2 separate regions of the Mus musculus genome follow, and region 1 is linked to region 2. Evidence: chromatin contacts called from public Hi-C data. All regions are on one chromosome and are shown on one strand. The core of a region is the stretch at or near the end of the contact, and the rest is flanking DNA. Distances in the headings are between cores, read along the strand shown.

Region 1 (7,061 bases), core at 1,072-3,571, 85 kb before region 2:
AGAGTTCAAGCTGCTTTAAGTTTTGTTGTGTCTTTGTGTTGCTTCCTTTTTTTTTTTCTTCATCTAGTAATGGCTTAGGTTCTTTAAAATAATTTCAATTTCTTGGTCTGTTTCTGTCTTTTGCTTCCTTTTCAACTATTTCCAGCACCCTACAAGAATCTTTCACATCATGGATACAGCATAAGGAGTTATTCACAGATTTTTCTTCCAAAGTGGTTCACCCGTGTTTTTCTCTCTCTCTCTCTCATAAAATTGATGAGTATGTGAAGTTGTTCTGAGAAACCTTGTCTAGCTTTGAATTGACCTCCAATGTAGTCTTGACCCACTTCTGTTCCTTGAATATGGGGCTCATAATTCCTGTTCTGGTTATTACCATTTGACTGTTTAGTGTCATTTCAAACGAAATGCTTAGAGAATGAATCGTCCTTCTCCCCAACCTGCTTCTTTTCTGTTTTCTGTCTCAATTATTAGCAGCAGAGAATCACACACATTTCTCAAAAAACCATAGAGTCCTTGGTGACACTTCTATTTCCCTACCATTGGAGAATCTGCGTAAACAGCAGGGTCTCCATCCTGCCTCCACATTAAGAACTCTAGCCTCTTGTTTCTCAGCACCTCCACTACCATCATGATGATCCTGTAGAGGGAGGGGCAACAGCTAGGGTCCCTAACCTACTGCCCCTGCTTTTATTCCTTTCGCTTGCGATTTGCTTCCTGCATAACAGTCAAAGAATGTTCCTTCAAAACATGTTAATCACATCTACTGGCTTGTTGAAATCCTCCCAGTGGTTCAGTGGTGCATTGAGAATAAACCACAAACAATTTAGCACAGCTTTGAAGAACTGGTTCCTATTTGCCCTCCAGCCTCATTTCTTCTGTGCCTTAAGCAAGTGCAGTAAGCCCTCTCTTGGGGTCTTTTGCATGCTATATGACTTGAAGACCATTACCTAAGCTTGTCTTAAGACCAGTCCTTCCCATCAACCAGTCCTTGGCTCAAATGGAAACACCCCAGGAAAGATTTGTTTTCTTCACTGGTCAAAGTGTTGAGCCTCATGTTCTTGATCATGGTTACTGCTGTTAACCACTGTGTTACTGTTATTTATGGCAATTGTTGCTGTCAGAACTAACTTCATTTACTGTCTTACTTTTATATTTTCAATGTAATCAGTTATGGCAAGAACATAGTCTGACTTCATAAGTGGATAGCTAGTGCCCGCAGACTCTGGGACAGAAGTCCTGTGTTCAGAGCTATGATAGCTAGAAAGCACAGATGGCTTAGGTAAAACTAGTTCCTTTAAAGCAGTCTGTAAACTTAGGAACGACACCCCTATCCAGTCTACTCAAATAGTCGTTTGTACCATTAATTTAGAGAGTTTTCTAGAATAGTGAATTGACTATATGTAGGTGGGAATTTCAAGATTCCATTACTGACATACAACACAACTCTGTAGAAAACCACATCTCAATGTTCTGGTCCAGAAGAGAACCATTAATCAAAAACAGACAAACAAGCAAACCAACCAAAACAAAACAAAATTAACACACTGCAAACGAAAATATGCAAAAATGGTTTGTGTGCTTGTGCATGTAAGAGGACACATTGGGGAAACTAAAGTGAGAAGAAGCGCTGCCAAGATGGAGCCTGTTCAGAATTTACTAAGAATTATCAGAAGGCCTCTGATAACAATCATTGCAGCCTGTTAAACCAAATAGGGTCCCTGTACATCTACAGATGCAAAGAACCCATCCCGATAGAAAGGACAGAAATATAGTCAGGCTCTACTGTCTCTGAAGCACCTCTTTTTGCCCAGCCACCAGTATAATCAGATCAAAATTAGTGCTGTGGGTGTGGGGCTGGAATTGCTCCTAGAAAGCCAGGTTAAGGTTGACAGTTTTGAAGAGGCTGAAACACAGAAGTTCCAAACACAAAACAAAGTAGAAAGCAAGAACCCTATTTAGACCCTTAAGAAGGCGGTGGGTGGAGCAGGTGGGGTTGATGGAAAGGATACAGACTCCGCTATTACAAGAGAGACACGGTTTTAAAGAGGTCAGCTGACTGGCCCTTTAACAAACTCGAGGGCTCCCAGAGGGAGTCCCCCGTTAGGTGGGCTCTACCAGGCTGGCGTTTCCCGGTCCACTCCTGTGCGGGCGCTTGGAAGGGGGTGGTCAGGACTGCCCTGAATGGGCGGGTCCGCGGCTTTAGAGTCCGCCGAGTGGGCTGGGGCGGCTGCTGCGCGCAGGGGGCGGCTCCCCGTCGGGCTCCGGTTCCCCTCGTCGGCTCCGCGGCGCCGCCCTCGCCCCGCCCCGCCCCGCCGGCGCCGGTCGCGCGGACCCGCCGTGGTCCCCGGAGCGGAGCGCGCCGCGGCCGCAGTAGCTGGGCGCCTCCCCCGCGCTGCCGCGCGCCCGCCTGCTCGCCTGCCCGCCCGCCGGCCCCGGCTCCGCTCGGCCATCTTCGCGGCTCCCGCCCTCACCAGCTCCGGTCGCGCGCCCTGTCCCCGCGCGCGGACTTTCCCGGAAAGTTTGGTGGTTCTTCTCCGCCGCCGCAGGCAGCGGCGCCGCGCCCCACGTCCGCCAAACTTTGGGGCTCACTGGCGCGATGAGCGTCCCTCCGCTGCTGCGACCGCCTAGCCCGCTCCTGCCCGCCGCGGCCGCCGTGGCTGCTGCCGCCGCTGCGCTGGTCCCAGGCTCCGGGCCCGCGCCCTTCCCGGCGCCTGGGGCCGCCCCGGCGGGGGGCATCTCGTTCCATCTGCAGATCGGCCTGAGCCGCGAGCCGGTGCTGCTCCTGCAGGACTCCTCTGGCGACTACAGCCTGGCGCATGTCCGGGAGATGGCTTGTTCCATCGTGGACCAGAAGGTAAGGTGCCCCGGGTCCACCAACTTTGCAGCCGACCTCGCCTGCGCCGTACAGCCTGGCTGTGGCCGGACTGCATGCCCTAGCCCCAGGCACTGCTCTGCCTGCCGCGCAGTCTTCCTGGGGGCTGACCTCCTGCTCCTTCTCTGGCACGCCTGCCTTCTCACCTCCTTTACCTCCCTTCTTGCGATGACAGTTCAAGGAATCTTGCACTTTTCTCCTCGCGCTCCGGCGTATTCTTGAGGTTTCCTGGCTGTCCTGACTCTTTTTCCCTGGACCAGAGCCTACCTGGTACCAGATCCGCTTTCCAGCGCCAGAGATCCCTTGGGACAGCCCAGAGCTTTTTCAGCCCCACTCCCTTCCACTACATCCTCTTTCAGCTCTAATTGATGCTGAGGAGTTCCGGGTGTGACCTGGACGCCAGGAATTTCTCACCTGCCAATAGTGCTTTTAAGAAAGGGTGATTGATTAAGCCAGCTGTGAAAACAACCGAGGAGTTGGTACCACTACCCAAGTCCGCCCTGGATTTAGTACTACCACTGTGCGAGCTTAGAAACATTTTCCAACAATAAAACCTGAAATTTACAGCGTTTTTTGGCTTAAATTTCCATGCACTGATCTTGGGAGACTGGAGTAGTGAGAAGGTCTGTGGTTCCAAGAACATCCAGTGCTGGCTTTGCTCTTAAGTTTGAGGCTATGGGACTTTGGATAGTGGTCATCAAAGACTGGCTGGGGAGAGGCCCATAAAGCTGGGCTAGGCCACCCATCATTGTTTCCAGTGCACTTTTGAAGTTAGGTTATCTCCACAGCCATCCAGAAGGATGCTTCATGTAAGGGGGAAGGGCCCTTGGTGCCACTCCTTCACAGTATGGACTGCCAGGGTTCTGGGGGAGGAGAGAGAGATAGAGGAGTTAGCTAAAGGTGCTGACTTTCAACTCTGGAGGGCTGACTGGCTAGTTCTCACCCTTTAATGAACAGTCAAGAGCGGATTTTCTTAAACTGTTTGGAACAACGTGTCTTACGCTTTTTGAGCGGTGTAAATAGTGGTGCTGAGTACAGAGGTCTAGGGAGTTGCTCTGGGGAAGCACCCACTAATGCAGGAAGTGAAAATTCTAGAGGTCAGACTCAAGTAACAGTGAGTGCCTTGAAGTTTTGTTAATTAAAGGGAGTGATATTTTTTCGTTATATAATTGAACTCTTTGTAGTTCCCTTGAAGTACTGAATCCAGCCGCCCCCTCCCCCAGGATGGTGAATTATGCAAGTATTCTAGGCTCTGACTGCCTCACTGTATAGCCTTCAAATATTTCTGTTATGATATGGATTAATTAATTAAAAAGCACTGCCACACAGGCATACACAACACATGTAATGAAATTATTCAGAAAGTCCCTTCGGTACTATAACAACAATCTAACTGTAAGTTCTAAAGAAGATGGTGTAGTGTTAGAATATCCCAAAAGGGCTAAGTTAATACAAACTTTGTTTTGACCTGCTTAAACTCTGTGTGTTTCTGTGTTTCTGGTCTGTCCTTGAGGTTTTGAGTGGGGAATATGATTCAAGAGGTTTGGGTTGGGGTTTGGATACAGTGAATTTTACAGTTGACTCTGGGTTGCTGCCTGGGAGTGTTATCAGTACCCAGGAGAAGTGCAAGCAAGAGGACATGCAGGGCAAAGCAGGCTGGGACAGCCTCAGTAGTAGATACACAGAAGGTTCACTTAGGAAAAAAAGTCTTGAGATGATTAGGAACTTACATTGTAAAAAAACAAAAAAACCGAAAACTCGGTAATCTTCTCAAAAGAGAGATATCCATACCGCACGTATCTGAGATCCACATTAGCTTTGTGGAGGGTGTTTTAGAATGGCCAAAATGTAATGGCAGAAAGAAAACTGGAATGCAGTCAAGTGTTGTGCTGTGTAGACCTGAGCCAAGATCTGGGGGTGGGGATGAGGGGAGGAGCTGGAGGAAGGCTGGAGAGCAGGGAGCCAGCCCCACTGTGTGTTCTAAGGGAATCCTGTATGTATCCTGCTTATTATGCAGTTCTTCACCAAAAGAAAAGTTTGAAAAGTTTTCCTGGGACAGCCATATCCTTTTGTTTTTATGGGTATGGCAAGTTGAGTTATTTTGAAATGTGAATTTTAGCAAATATTATAAGTCCCTAAGTCACGGGTCTAGACAGTGTGCCTTGTCAGTTATTCTATTATCTGTCGTTCTAGATATCAATAACCTATTATCTGTATTTGTCCTCCTCCTCATCTATCATCTCTCTGGCTATCTCTATCAATCATGTAACTATCAATCGCCTGTTATCTACCTGTGCGTCATTTTGTTATCTATGTATCTTCTGCATCTATTTTGGGATATGTTATTTGCCAAGACAGAATTCTTGTGCTGTGACTGCAGTAGTGGGCAGCTTGCAAATGTGGAGGTAAGGAAGTTGGGGGGGGGCTTTTATCCTTTGTCTCATGCTTTCTCTTATGCTTCCTGAAGACATTAACTACGAGGAAGAATGACGAGAGAGAGAGAGAGAGAGAGAGAGAGAGAGAGAGAGAGAGAGAGAGACATACATAAATACATAGAGGCTTTTCAACAGAAGGTTCTCTTGATTTTATAGTCCTTCTTATTTATTGCTTCAGTATTAGGGGGCTTTTTATCTTGTCTGTGCTCAAGAGCCCCTGAATACGAATATGGATGCTTAACTCAATGGAAGTAGTCACTGACAATTCAGTTGATTTCCCCAGTATTATTCGAGAGACTCTCTGTGTGGGATGAGCACCTGAGGTGGACAAGGCTAAATAGGAGAGCAGCTGTGCCTGGAAACTTCACTTGAAGTTACTGTTGAGTAGAACTTAACAATGTACTTTCCCCCCAGTTTGTAGGTTTAGAAAATAGCAGGTATGTGTTCATATTTGATGAAATTAGATGGCAATTCAACAGAAATAGTTTAAAGATATTACATACCAACCATTTTGTGAGTTATAAGTTAGTAATAAGTTTTCAATCTGAGAGTTTAGCAATCTGAGATGATCTCTTTCTTTGCATGGAAGAATGTGTGAGTATATAAGGTGTTATTAACTCTGTCCTTTTGGGAGACTGAGCTAAGGGCTAACTTACAGTGTTTATTTATTTAATGTTTTTACTGCACATGTGTATAGCATTGAAGGTTGGTTATATATGAAGATGTGTTCTTTAATCAGTATGCGTGACTTCTAGGTTTACTTTGAAATCCTTTACCTTTCTTCCATCAAAGGAATATTGAATACATAGGATAAGAAGGTATTATTGTGAAGCAATGAACAATATCTCAGAGGATGATGCAGTTTTGACCTGTAGCAGGTTACATACCTGTGATGGCATACATGTACACACTTGCACTTGAAACACAGTGGGCATCGAGTGAGTGACAGTGATACAGCTATCCAACTTCTTGTTCATTTGAGTTGCATCTTACCAAAAAGACAACCAGGGCTTCCTCTAGAGCACAATTACTTGGAGCGACACCGTCTATAAGACACCTGACTTTTACTCTTAACACTGAAATGAACGAGTGAGCATTTAAGTGGGACATAGCCACCAGAGTACCAATCCTGGTGCCTTGGTCTCATAGTTGCATTACCCTGCTCGTCATTGTTTTCATCTTGTATTGATTATTGCCTTCTTGACAGTTGCTGTGTCCCCTTTAGCCCTTAGAATTAATTTTAGCCACTCTGCTTTTACACAGATTGAAAGAGCTAAGAGCAGTTAGCTAGTGGATCACCCCAGGGTGTGCGGGCAACAAAATCTTTTTAAACTAATGATAGTCTTTGGTGGATCTTTTTATTTAAGTTTTCATTTTGGACATAATATATAACACTAGTTTCGTATTTAATGATAAACTGTAGACTTTGCCATTTTACTGGGTGGTGTTAAATAATGTAGTAGAGTGGATTTCAAATTTAAACTCATTTTCAAGCTTAGGAGCTTAACTGGATCTCATTGGGGGTTATGTGACATACACACCCTTTAAATGTTAAATATTCTTGATACAAATTTCTTGGGATCAGAAGAGTTTGGGACTTTGGATTCTTCTGGGTGTTGTAATATTTATAACATGCATAAAGAGATATATCTGGGATTAGACCCATTCTTGAACACAATTAATTCATATTTTATTAATAATTTTGGTATTTGATGAAATCATTCCAATCACTACTGGTTGGTAGTAGTTCGTAG
Region 2 (6,617 bases), core at 3,516-6,015:
GTTTACAAATAATGTAACAAGAATAAATGGAATTTCAACAAAAGAGTGTCAGTACAGACTTTCTATGGTACAGCTTATTTTTTTCCCAAATCACAAGGTAGATAAAAGATTTCCCCCACTAGAATAGTGATCAGCCCACGACTGTCTGCAGTAGCAGAACAAATTTGAAAAAAAAAATCCATTAGCAGTGTTCTATTGGAAACCCTGCTTGAAAATATACATGGTTGAGGATGCATTAAAGTTTTATGGATACACAGAAATTACCATTGAGGCTCATGTAATTACTCTGTGAAGGCAGAGTTGGTGTGTATTGTGGGACTGGGAAATAGAGAAGTATCTATCAGAAGTATCAGTCTGTGCTCTTTAAGAGCTGAGCTGAAGTCCTTGGCTTCAGCTGTGGCCTGGAGAGGTTTGAATAGTTAACTCTCTTGAGAATTTTTCTTCTTTTCTTCCTTTTATAAACTCCCTGTCATCTGGTTGGTAATGGGTCTGATGGATGGAAAGTAGTGGAGTAGGAGGTATTGCTTTGTTGTATATGAAATGGAAATTGGTTGAATTTAACAAGTAGCAATTTCAATGTATAGGAAGCGAAGTCTGCTGAAGTTCTTTGGAGATAGTTGGAAAATGGATATAGAGTCACTTGTAAAGTGGAATAGTGTTACCTTCGCTCCATCTGAGGCATTTCCTACTTGATGGGAACGGAAGGCTGCTCCATTCTCTCTTCTCTGGATGTGCAGTGAATGTATTTGACATTATCAGAATCCATTTCCTCTGAGACACACCGTCTCTGGTTTGAACGTAATGGGTTTTTTATTTCAGAAGATCTATTAGAGAAGGGAAGTTGTCGGTCTCCTCTGGGCAGCTGAATGTTAAAAATGGAACTTAGCTTCTGAGAATGATCTCTGCCTTGGAGGGGCAGGTTTATTAGGAAGGAAACCATCTTGGTGATCATTCTGCCTAATTATTTTGCCTAGGAAGAAAATATGGTTAAAGCAGCATATTTGCAGGTGACAATAATGGAAGGTTCTAACATGTGGAGTGACTTTCCCATCCAAATGAATAATGCTGGACAAGGAAAAAGTCACTGAAGGGTCACCTTTAAAACTGTTTCTTTGCAATATAAAGATAAATAGTTAGAGATAATAAGTTAAGAGAAAAATTGACCTTGTTCTTTTTAGTTCCTCTCTAATATATTATTCTTTAGTCATGTATAAAGCTTATATTTCCAATTTCTGAAAAACCTAAAAAGGAAATCTACCTTACCCCAGAATGAAACAACAAGGAAAGCTGGTGAGGCGGTTGGTGGCTAAGAGTGATGCTGCCTTTTGAGAGAACCTAAGTTTGGTGCCCAGCACCCACTTATGACAGCTGGCAATCACCTGGGACTCCAGTCTCCCAATTGTCTGTAACTCCAGTCTCAAGGGGATCTGCTACCTTCATGGGTTTTTGTTCGTGCTGCTTCCAGGGTACAAACCCACATACTGACACACACCTATACACATAAACTCAAATCTTAAGCCAATCAAGCCTGACTTGAGACGAATAATCATTTTCATGGTGTGATGATGCCAGTTACCAAAGGAATCCGATGAAACACTGCAAATGGGCCTGCTGCTAAGTTTAGTATCACAGCATCAGCTACTGGAAGCCTTTTTAGTTTGGATGCTATTATTTTAGTAAAAACTGTATAAAAATTTAAATGCATTTGCTTGAGTATACAATAAAAAGGTCTACTTACAATAAATTTTATTATTCAATATTTGAAATAGTCATTTGAGCAGGGTGTGGTGGCCCACGCCTTTAATCCCAGCACTCGGGAGGCAGAGGCAGGCTGATTTCTGAGTTCGAGGCCAGCCTGGTCTACAGAGTGAGTTCCAGGACAGACAGGGCTACACAGAGAAACCCTGTCTGGAAAAAACGAAAAATAAAAAAAAAATAGTCGTTTGAAGTATTTTTCCCAGAACAAGGGATGAGTTAGTTCAATTTTTGTTCTTTCCTTAATTTTCTCTAAGGAAAGCACTAATAAATATTTGTATTTTAAAGTCATAAATGGATGATATATTCTCTAATTTTTTTTCTGAGACAATGTTTTTCTGTGTATCCCTGGCTGTCCTTGAACTTGCTCTGTAGACCAAGCTGGCCTTGAATTTAGCGATTTGTCTGGCTCTGCCTCCTCAGTGGTTAAAGGCGTGTACTACCACCACCGGGCTGAAGGATGCATTCTCAGATGTTTGATTTCTTTGCATTGAACAAGAGGAAAATGTAGATAAGTTCTTTCATATTTGAATTCTCTGTGTTGCAAAGACTACTACACCAAAACTAAAGGCGAAGTCATTGTGGGAAAATAATATGTGCGATAGGTAACTGGAAATAAATTTTACAGTCACTTAGAAAAAAGTAAGCGTACTTGTGAAAAATGAGTGGCCACTTACTGAATTCAAAGAGGAGAAAAATGTAAACAATTGAATGAATGTACTTGGGAACACATATCTTATGAATGAGGATATGACATTACATAGTTAAAGAAATGCAAGATTTTGGTGATGAGCGGTAGGAAAGATCTGGTGGTGATGAGAGGGTCTCTCTCAACAGTGTGTTGTTTGAATTCATAAATCTACTCCAGAGAAGATTAGGTATCTCTAGTGAAGCTGACATGCATGTTAACTTCTCAGACCCAAAGACACTTGTACCACACTAGTAACTGCATCACTGTTATGAAAAGCAGTAAAAACAAATAATGTCATATAAAAGGATGGCTAGATTTAGAAATTAATAATAATTATTTGAATTTTATAAACACGGAATTTGATTTACATGGGAATGATACACCAAGGTAAGTTTGAGTGAAAAAGTAAAATATTTACAGGATATAACATGAACATATATACCAATAATTCTTTGTGTGCTGCGGTGGACAGTTGTGATACGTAATCCTCCAAGGACCAGAGAAGCGTGATGTGTGCTGCCCCTGTAATTTGAGTACTTGGAAAACTTGAGACAGGAGGACTTCTTCAGGTTTGGGGTCAGTTCCAGGACAACCAGAACTGTTTATCAAGACTTTGTCTCAAACCAAACAACAACAACAACAAGCCTTCTAATCAAACAGACCAATAATCATGAACAGGAATGATTAAGCCACATCCTCCCTTTTATCTAGTCAGTCTGTATTAAAATTAAATACATAAACACACATATACATATACACATACACACACACACATATATTTTTGAAGGAATGTGGTCCCTCAATGTGTTCTAGGGTAGACATGAGTTTATGGCTATAATACAGTAAAGTATAGATTTCTTAAATGGGAAGATTTGACAATACACGTAATTGAATTGTACAAAGACAACTCCACTCTGAATGGCTTCTTGGCACATGAAGTCCCAGTAAAACATGTTTCAATACACACTTTGGGCTGGAAGGAGGGAGGGACAATTTGTAGTACACTGTATCTACTTTATGGCTACTGATTTCAAACAAATTTCAGATTCCCCTTATTGTCTAATCATATGTTTGGGAGGATGGGCTATTTATAAGATGTTAGCCTCACAGCTGCTGAGACAATGTGCTATAACTGCCACATTCATAAGCCAGCCCCCCAAACGCAGCAGATCAGCCATTTCTAATCTTTGAATTGAGAACAAATGTTGGAAAAAGGAACACTTGCAGATCTGTGTAGTCTCTATTCCCTCATTGAAATGCATTTATAGATGAAGTAGACAGAGTAGGCAAATGTCTGCACAAAACACTGCTACTTCATTAATATTTTCTATTACAAAGACTCTTTCTATGAAATCTGCCAGCCTCAAGGAAATAAGCGAATCAGTTTCTTTCTCTTTGGTGTTTTGTTTATTTTCCCTGATATGCAAATAAAAGTTTAAAGGAAATATTTTAGCAGTAAATATGAACTTAGATAAAAACCAAATGTAGCATGTGACTGCAGCTACCATCTGGTGTAAAGAACTGGTAATTTTGGAGGGTAGTGGGGGAGTTGTCTGAACTTGAACAAGTGTCAAGTTAAATGTGTCATTTCTGTCTTAGTGGAGGAAAATGGGAGCTGCACGCTCAAGAGTAATTCATCGAGAGAAGGTTGGTTATCACGTCAAGGCAAACATGAGCACATACTTTCCTTCTTACAAAGTTCGTTTGAAATATTTCAAACATAAATTTTATTTCTTGTTTTTTTAAAGCACATATTAGCTGCACAGAAGATTTCCATGGTAGCACTTCACACACGATCAGAAGGTAAATTGATGGCACTCCCTACAGTACTCTTTATGATTTAATAAGCACATTATAAACAGGCAAAACAATTCAGCAACATGCATCCCAATTCAGTTGTATAAAGCAGTCTACTTTTGAGGTAAGGAAGACTCAGGGATAAAATACCAAAATGCCTTGTAATTTATCCTGAAGGTGGGCTTTCTGCTACCTTTAGGTAGCAGTTGCTATTGCTACAAAACAACTTACCCTAAAGCCTAGTGCTGAAAAGTGGCTCATTTGCTAATATATTTTACATGTTAGGAGGTCAGTGAGGTTCAGTCTCTGTGGAGGTGGTTGGGGTGTCCGTTGAGGGACTTCAATGGCTAGAAATAGAGTCATGTCTTTCCCATGCCTAGCTTGATGGCAGGAAGGACCATAGGCAGACTTTTCTGAGGCCACAGACTGAGTGTGTCATGAGCTTAAGTCCACACGTGTATGGCCAGGGCTTCTCACAGCCCACAAGGAAGGAACTTATGAAGAGGCAGAGAACTAGTCAGGTTACATACCCTTATCTACAGTGTGTTCTTTTCATTGAAACAGTTGCAAACTCCTTCAGATTTCATGAGGTTATAAATGTCATCACTTAATGAGGGATACAAAGAACCATTTTTAAAGCTGCAAGAAACTATTTCAGTTATTTGTTCTCCCTAATTCACTGAAGTTTTGGCTGGCCCTTCCTTTGTAACGCTTATATAATATGGCTACAGGAGGGCATGTATCTGTGTTTTGAACACATAGGGTCAGTATTAAATTACTTAATGAATATATAAATTCTAGGACATGGTTACCACTCCCTGTTCCCTGCCCTCTGTATATATGCATATATACATATATGTGTGTATGTATGTATAACACACACACACACATCATTATGAATTATGAATAGGTCAGAAATTTGAGAGTTAAAATTGAGATGAGAAAATGAGACAGGAGAGCTAACATACCAACTGGTAGAAATAGAAGGAACCAAAGTAGAACAGAAAGAAAAGGGGGAAGTAAAAGAGGCCAATACAAAGGAGTTAGAGAAGAAATGACAGTAAGACATGACTTGGGGAGATGAGGGCCAGCAAGCAATAGAATCAAAATAAAAGAAAGCTCGAGGCTTACTTGTGTGCCTAGCCAGTTCCATTTGTACTACAAGTACGAGATGTTTCAATATGATTTAACCCTTTTAGAAACAATTCTGTTACCTATTCCTTACCCCCTTGATAGCCGTGACCTGAAATAGAAAAGCAGAGGCGGTGCATCAGTGTGAATATTGTTTTATTTCTGGCTAGACTCTATTGGAGAGGAGCTTTCCAGTGATCAATGTGCAACCAGTCAGCGTGGAGTACTGGAATGATTTTGTACTTAGCAGGTCTAGGGAAGACCCTTCTATCATATTTCCAAGTGATGATATTGCCTTTGGTCCTAGACCTATATTTCATAGTATAAGACAGGATGAAGTGGGAGAAAGAAAGCCACATGAAGTGCAGCCATAGAGGGCCATCCACTCTGGATACAGAATGCTGGGTTTGCATCTGATTCTTTATCTTTCTGCTATAGAAACCATAATTCCCATATGCCCGAGCCTCTGTCTTCTAGATGTTAAGATTTACTCTCTTGTCTTGTATGGTTCCATGAGCCATTGTTTGTGGCATACTGGGCCTCAATTTTTTTTTTCAATTCTCTGTCTCTATAAGTACCTATCTATTATTATGTTCTCAAAAGAATTTGGTTTTTAGAGAACAAAACCCAATTACAGGTGTTAATGTTTGCTCCATGAGCACATAAATCTGCCCCAGAGTAATAACTCAGTATCTTGGTTGGCTTATTTATTTATTTTTAAAAAATTTATGTAAATGAGTATTTTCTTTGCATGTGTGCCTATGCAGCATACCTGGAGGCCAGAAGAGGGCATCAGATCCCCCGGAGTTGGAGTTATAGTGGTTGTAGCCTGTCTTTTGGGTGCTGGGAATCAAACCAAAGGCATCTATAAGAGGAGCCAGTGTTCTTTACTCCTGAGCTATCTCTCAATATTTTTTGTTGGTTAATTTTTATCTGACAGCTTGTTGCAACCCAGAATCACCTGTTAGAGAGTCCTAGTGAGGAATTCGCTAGATCAGTTTGGATTATGAGCGTATCTGTAGGGGACTGTATGAAACTCATGTAGGGAGACCCCACCCCAACCCCACCTGGTTGTAGGCAGTACCATCTCATTGGCTAGACTCCGAACTCTGAGTTGAGAAAGCTAGTTGAGCCTAAGAAAATGACTACGTTAGCAGGCAGCATGAGGACGTCCGTTCTCTCTGCCCTTGACTGTGGATATGGTGTAGCCAACTGTCTCAAGCGCTCACTTCCGTGACTTACC

Evidence for each region. Hi-C and Micro-C count contacts between places; a contact is called where the count stands out from the background.
Region 1: a contact with region 2 is called in a Hi-C map of Sertoli cells, with 5 times the contacts expected there. The contact joins the promoter of Prkd1 here to the enhancer-like site in region 2. A contact is called at or near these places in 3 of 39 promoter capture datasets (3T3-L1-derived adipocytes, embryonic stem cells and second pharyngeal arch cranial neural crest), 7 of 484 Hi-C or Micro-C datasets (Sertoli cells, brown adipocytes, cerebral cortex and 3 more), 1 of 115 datasets of contacts at active chromatin or transcription factors (neural progenitor cells) and 3 of 9 other capture datasets (adipose tissue, liver and pancreatic islet).

What each region holds. Positions count from the first base shown.
Region 1 is chr12:50,644,509-50,651,569 of GRCm38.p6, reverse strand. It overlaps Prkd1 (protein kinase D1), which reads left to right and starts at 2,321. Exons shown (of 19, transcript NM_008858.4): 1 at 2,321-2,854. The coding sequence starts at 2,597.
Region 2 is chr12:50,562,374-50,568,990 of GRCm38.p6, reverse strand. The region is part of intron 1 of Prkd1 (protein kinase D1); the gene reads left to right. Among named protein-coding and RNA genes, the nearest start is that of Prkd1, 84 kb to the left of the region's middle. Within about 2 kb of position 4,765, at least 3 of the 459 cell types and tissues checked have an H3K27ac peak or open chromatin away from gene starts, as enhancers often do. A contact at or near this core is called in Sertoli cells, where this site is marked.